Linked DNA regions of Sus scrofa: region 2 is linked to region 1. Evidence: chromatin contacts called from public Hi-C data. All regions are on one chromosome and are shown on one strand. Each heading gives the region's core, a stretch centred on a gene start, on an enhancer-like site or on the middle of the called end of the contact. The rest is flanking DNA. Distances are from core to core; before and after follow the strand shown.

The links. Hi-C and Micro-C count contacts between places; a contact is called where the count stands out from the background.
Region 2: a Hi-C map of skeletal muscle shows a contact between it and region 1, with 6 times the contacts expected there. The contact joins the enhancer-like site here to the promoter of ZNF568 in region 1. A contact is called at or near these places in 1 of 5 promoter capture datasets (liver), 2 of 47 Hi-C or Micro-C datasets (heart right ventricle and skeletal muscle) and 1 of 2 datasets of contacts at active chromatin or transcription factors (alveolar macrophages).

The regions. Positions count from the first base shown.
Region 1 is chr6:46,120,184-46,122,780 of Sscrofa11.1, forward strand. It overlaps ZNF568 (zinc finger protein 568), which reads right to left and starts at 1,323. Exons shown (of 8, transcript XM_021097146.1): 1 at 1,152-1,323. ZNF829 (zinc finger protein 829) reads left to right here and starts at 1,343. Exons shown (of 6, transcript XM_013998466.2): 1 at 1,343-1,619; 2 at 2,274-2,347. The coding sequence starts at 2,315.
Region 2 is chr6:46,190,912-46,193,508 of Sscrofa11.1, forward strand. All of the region lies in intron 8 of LOC100512052 (zinc finger protein 27), which reads right to left. Among named protein-coding and RNA genes, the nearest start is that of ZNF383, 41 kb to the right of the region's middle. Within about 2 kb of position 1,275, at least 77 of the 83 cell types and tissues checked have an H3K27ac peak or open chromatin away from gene starts, as enhancers often do. A contact at or near this core is called in alveolar macrophages, liver and skeletal muscle, where this site is marked.

The DNA.
Region 1 (2,597 bases), core at 73-2,572:
TCTTGGGTCGCTCCCACAGCATGTGGAGGTTCCCAGGCTAGGGGGTCTAATCGGAGCTGTAGCCACCGGCCTACACCAGAGCCACAGCAACTCGGGATCCGAGCCGTGTCTGCAACCTACACCACAGCTCACGGCAACGCCGGATCGTTAACCCACTGAGCAAGGGCAGGGACTGAACCCGCAACCTCATGGTTCCTAGTCGGATTCATTAACCACTGCGCCACGACGGGAACTCCAGGAAAAGAAATTTTAAGGATGCTTTTAAGATCTGTCTTGTACTCTGGTGATCCACCATGAGAAGAACATGTCCTGGTAACCACTGTCCTTTTAGCCTGAGCTGCAGAAAGAACGCCTATGGAGCAGGTCTGAATCCATTCTGCAGCCCATCCATCCAGGCAGGCCCAGCCTAGGTAAAATGAACATAAAGGACCTGTAACCCTATGAACAAGAAAATAAATGCTTGCTGTTGTATTCCACCGAGTTTAAGAGCTGTTTGTCAGGCAGCATTATTATAATGACAATAAATAATACATATAATAAAAAAAGCCAAAAGAAGGCCCAAAAAATAAATAAATAAAATAAATCTGGACAATGTCACCAAAGGAAAGAGGGCTAACAAAGAGTGGGCAATGAGGAAAAAGGACCACTTGAAACCAAATACAATTTTTTTCAAGCGGTTACCAATTATGCCTACACAGAAGTCAACTCAGGCAAGACAAGAACCACTACACAAATTACAATTGCCAACACCTCACCACACTCACACATTGCACATCCACCTAGCAATTACACAAACAACACCACAAACGTTTTCATAAATCACAATCACGAACATCACCATTACACATCCTATCACAATTACTCCATCACACTCATACACAACCACACCCCCATCACTCTCACATCACCACAATCTCTCTCTCTCTCTCACTCACACACACACACACACACACACACACACACAGTAACTCTCCACCACAGTTTCTCGTTCTGAGAACTCCAACAACTCTCCAGGAGCATTCTCCGCACTGCCGCTACTCCAAACACTTGGGGCCTCCTTAAAGGCTCCACCCCTTTAGCCGCGCGCTGATGCTGCCCAGATGGCTTGAGCCCCTTCCTTAAGTCCCGCTCTGGGGACACGGCAGCGTCACCTGCCGGAAACGCCCGAATGCACATCTAGCGCGCAGTTTCCGAGAGGATGGATGAAGGAGACCCGAGGAAGGCCCGGGCCAGGCGCTGGCAACGTCGAACCACCCCACCGCGTCTGCCTCCCAACGGACGTTCCACAACACAACACCTCCCAGAAGGCCTCACGGCTTGACTCAACTTCCGGCCAGAACAGAGGGGGCGTTTCCTGTGTGAGGGAGACCGGGGTGAGCCTGGTCGGCTCAGGTGGTTAAGCCCGAGTGCCCGAGCTACCGCGCGTGGCGTCTCTGAGGCCCGACTAAATTCACAGTTGCGGGGGCAGTCGATCAGGGTGAGCCCTAGCAGGGCGCTGAGAGAAATCAGCTGTGGGGCCCACTGTGGACCACATTTCCCAGAGGGCCTAGCGGCCGGTCGCTCTTCTCGCAGGAACTCGAAATTTGCGTCACGCCTGGCGGGACTGTTAGATCCATGAGGTGGGCGATCGTGGGCCCGTGGGGCACTGGTTCAGCTCTGCGGGTTGGGATCCTGGGGGACCTGGAGGAGGCTGAAATTGAGGAGGCCAGAGGCTGATACGGAGGCTGGTGCTTGTGCCTGTGCGGGCGGAACGGACTGAAAAAGGGGAGATTTTGCGACCCTTTTGCATATGGGGTTGTGACCGTGTGTCCCTATGGTGGTGTGTGATTGTGACCACGCGACACTAGGATACCTGCGGCTATGCGAATGTAACATGTGTTCCATGGTGAGTTTGGTATATTATCTGTGTTGCCATGTGTGGTTCTATGTGTGCAGGTGTGGAGTGTGTGTTCCCTTGTTTTAAGTATGTCTGTGCCTCATGAATGTAGCACCGCGTTTATGGGTAGGAGGCTCCTGTCAACTGTGCGATTGTTACTTCACAGCTCTGTCTCTAGGAAACCTCTGTGAGGTTTGGTCAGACTTTAGTCCTCGACAGCTGTAACCTCAACTTTCTCCTGAAACACTGAAATTGGGTGGGACGCCCCATTTTCCTCTGATCTCCATTCCCTGAGTGTGTGCTGAGGCTTAGGGCTGAGACTGGGGCTGAGCCCTGACTTGACCAGTTTGAGCAATCAGAAAAACCTGGTGTCTCAAACTATTACTTTCTCATCTAGTTCTACCCTTTGCCAAGTGAGGAGCAGAAGAGAAGGAAAGAATGCATGCTGAACTTCTACAAGCAGTGTCCAAAGTATGTTGAAGTTTCTTTTTTGCTTTCCTTCTTCTGAAAATTAATGCTTAATAAAGATATGTCACTTGAGGAGTTCCTGTTGTGGCTCAGTGGGTTAAGAACCCAACAAATAGGACACAGGTTCAATTCCTGGCCCTGCTCAGTGGGTTAAGGATCTGTGTGGCCATGAGCTGTGGTGTCTGCTAATGTGGCTTGGATTTGGCGTGGCCATGGCTGTGGCTGGCAGCTGCAGCTCCAGTTTGACCCCTAG
Region 2 (2,597 bases), core at 25-2,524, 71 kb after region 1:
AATGTGGGGAACAATTAAAAAAAGAGGGGAGGATGGTTTGAAGTGGGCCCTGGCCATTACAGACCAGACAGAACTGGCTGCTCATCAGGTGGGGTATGTTACATGGGTGAAATGTGTTCCCCTTGTGCAGGACTGCACCCTCAAATCCTTGCCTCTCCCATCCCAAATCTCTTCATTTGCAAGCCTCAACACCAACCCCATTAAGCCTCCTACACACAGACACTCAGTGTCTCCAATCCACAACTCCCAGAGGTCCTTGTAGTCACTGATATCCCCCACGTCCAAGTATTACCATCAAAGACCACTAGTCAGTGACTACAAAAACCGATCCATTCTGACTGCAAAGCAGTGAATTACACATATCCCTGACGACGAACCCACGCTGATTTCCAACAGTATTCCAATGACTAGGGATCAATCACCTGCCCCCACAATTACTGACGGCCCCAATCAGTGACCACCTCCTCATAGATCCCTCTATTCCCCATTCCCTGATCTACAAAAGTCCAGTCACTGATACTCTCAGATTCCACCATGAATTATCTTAAGGAAGTCCCCATCACCAAAGGCCTAAAGCATTTCTCCAAATATTGATCCTCATTGACCACCCTCAGCACCGAACCTCAAAGTTTCCACAATCACCAGTTCCGGGTATCCAAACAGAACTTAGAACCTCCAATTACAGACTCCCTCAAGCTTGTGATCACTGAGCACTAATACTGTTCAAATCAGTTTCTTCGAAGAAATTCACTTGGCCTCAGACCCAAAAGACCACTTTAAACTGACCCCCACGCACTCTGTCAATCAAGAACCCTCATTTATTTCCACATATCCCAATCCATCCTCCTCACAGACATTGCCACTGACTCCCACAAACCCGCCAGGACAGACTCCCCCAAGAGTCTCAGACACCCCATCGCTTAACCCTTCAGTCCCCTGGGTCTCTGACCCTTACAGGTTTCCATGACTGACCCAGTGGGGCCGCCGTAGTCGTCTGATCACCATCCTACACAAGTCCTGGATTTTGACTGCTTCTCTCACTGACCTTTCCCATTCTCCCGATATCCGCGCCCTAACCTGAAATTGATTGCCGTACCACGCCGCCTCACCACGGTTTGAGCTCTTCCCATCCTGAGTGGTTGTGCGCAGACTCAGTTACATCTTTGAGGCAGTCGGCCGCCACCGGGCAACCTTCCAGAGAACAGGATTCTGGGATTCTGAACTTTAATGTCAGTTAAGATGGCCGCGCCCGCTTAACGTCTTTCTGGGGGCGGCCATGTTTAAGTCTGTGCCGTACAACGGATGACTAGGCCTTTTGTTGGACGATTAGGCTATTGTAGAGTGGGGAGAAGCAAGTGTTCCTGGGTCCTTAAACAGAAACGTCACTGTAGCGTTTAGCATTTCAGAAACTCAAACCTCCAGAGAGCAAAACAGCAGCTCCCTGACCCGGAACTTCAGCCGTCTTTGTCTCCAGCAGCGAAGGCAACAAGTTTAAGATGGCCGAGTTCATTTAAACAGCTTCTTACGTGCAATGGGCGTGGCCCATCCCCGAGGAGGAACGTCCTTAAAGCAAGGTAAAAGTTTTCCTAGGCTAGCTCTGGAGTTGGAGAACCGCGAAGAGGAAACTCTTCTCCCGAGGCCCGGAGAAAAGAAAGGGAGACTTCACCGAGAAGGCAGAGCTGCAAGAGGGGGCAGTAGGAAGGCTCTTAGCACTTATTGAAAAAAAATGTTGAAAGCCGGGTCTTTAGTCTCAGGTGGCTTGACCCTATTGACCCTAAAAATAAAATAACCAATTATTTTACCAGAAAATGGGTTTATTCTGGAACAGCAGAGAATTGAAATTTGGGACAAACAAGCTACAAAGGGGAATGTGGGGGGAGGGATAAATTAGGGGTTTGGGATTAACAGATCCACACTACTATATATAAAATAAACAACCAAGACCTACTTATTGCACAGGAAACTATATTCAATATCTTGTAATAATCTATAATGGAAAATAGTTTGAAAGATTATATATGTGTGTATTTGAATCACTTTGCTGTACACCTGAAACTAATGAAACATGCTAAATCAACTATACCTCAATAAAATTTTTTTCTAAAAAATTTTGAAAGGAAGTATTTATATGATTCTGAAACAAAATTACCTCTTTTTTTTTTTTTAGCTACACCCACAGCACGTGGAAGTTCCCAGGCCAGGAATCGAACCCCTAGCCACAGCACTGACTCTAGCCACTGCGGTGACAATGCCAGATCCTTAACCTTCTGTGCCACAAAGGAACTCCTCCAGCTCCATGCTTTGAAATCCATGAGAGAGCAGGGCCATCCAGAAGAACACAGACAGTCCCATCTCAGGGGTCACAGGGCAGTCCTTTTCCAGGATAGCCAAGGCACACTCTGAAGAACCATCCTGAGGAAGGGATTCCACTACTAGGCTTCTGATCCTGCTTAGCCAGATTGGCCTGGCCTCGAATTCCTTCACTCTATAACCCCAACAACCCATCCATCTGTTGCAGGCTTGAAGTCCCCTTCAAGGAGATTAAACCCAAAAGCCTCTGGTCATGTCTCATTGTAATGTCCCTTCCCCCACCTGAA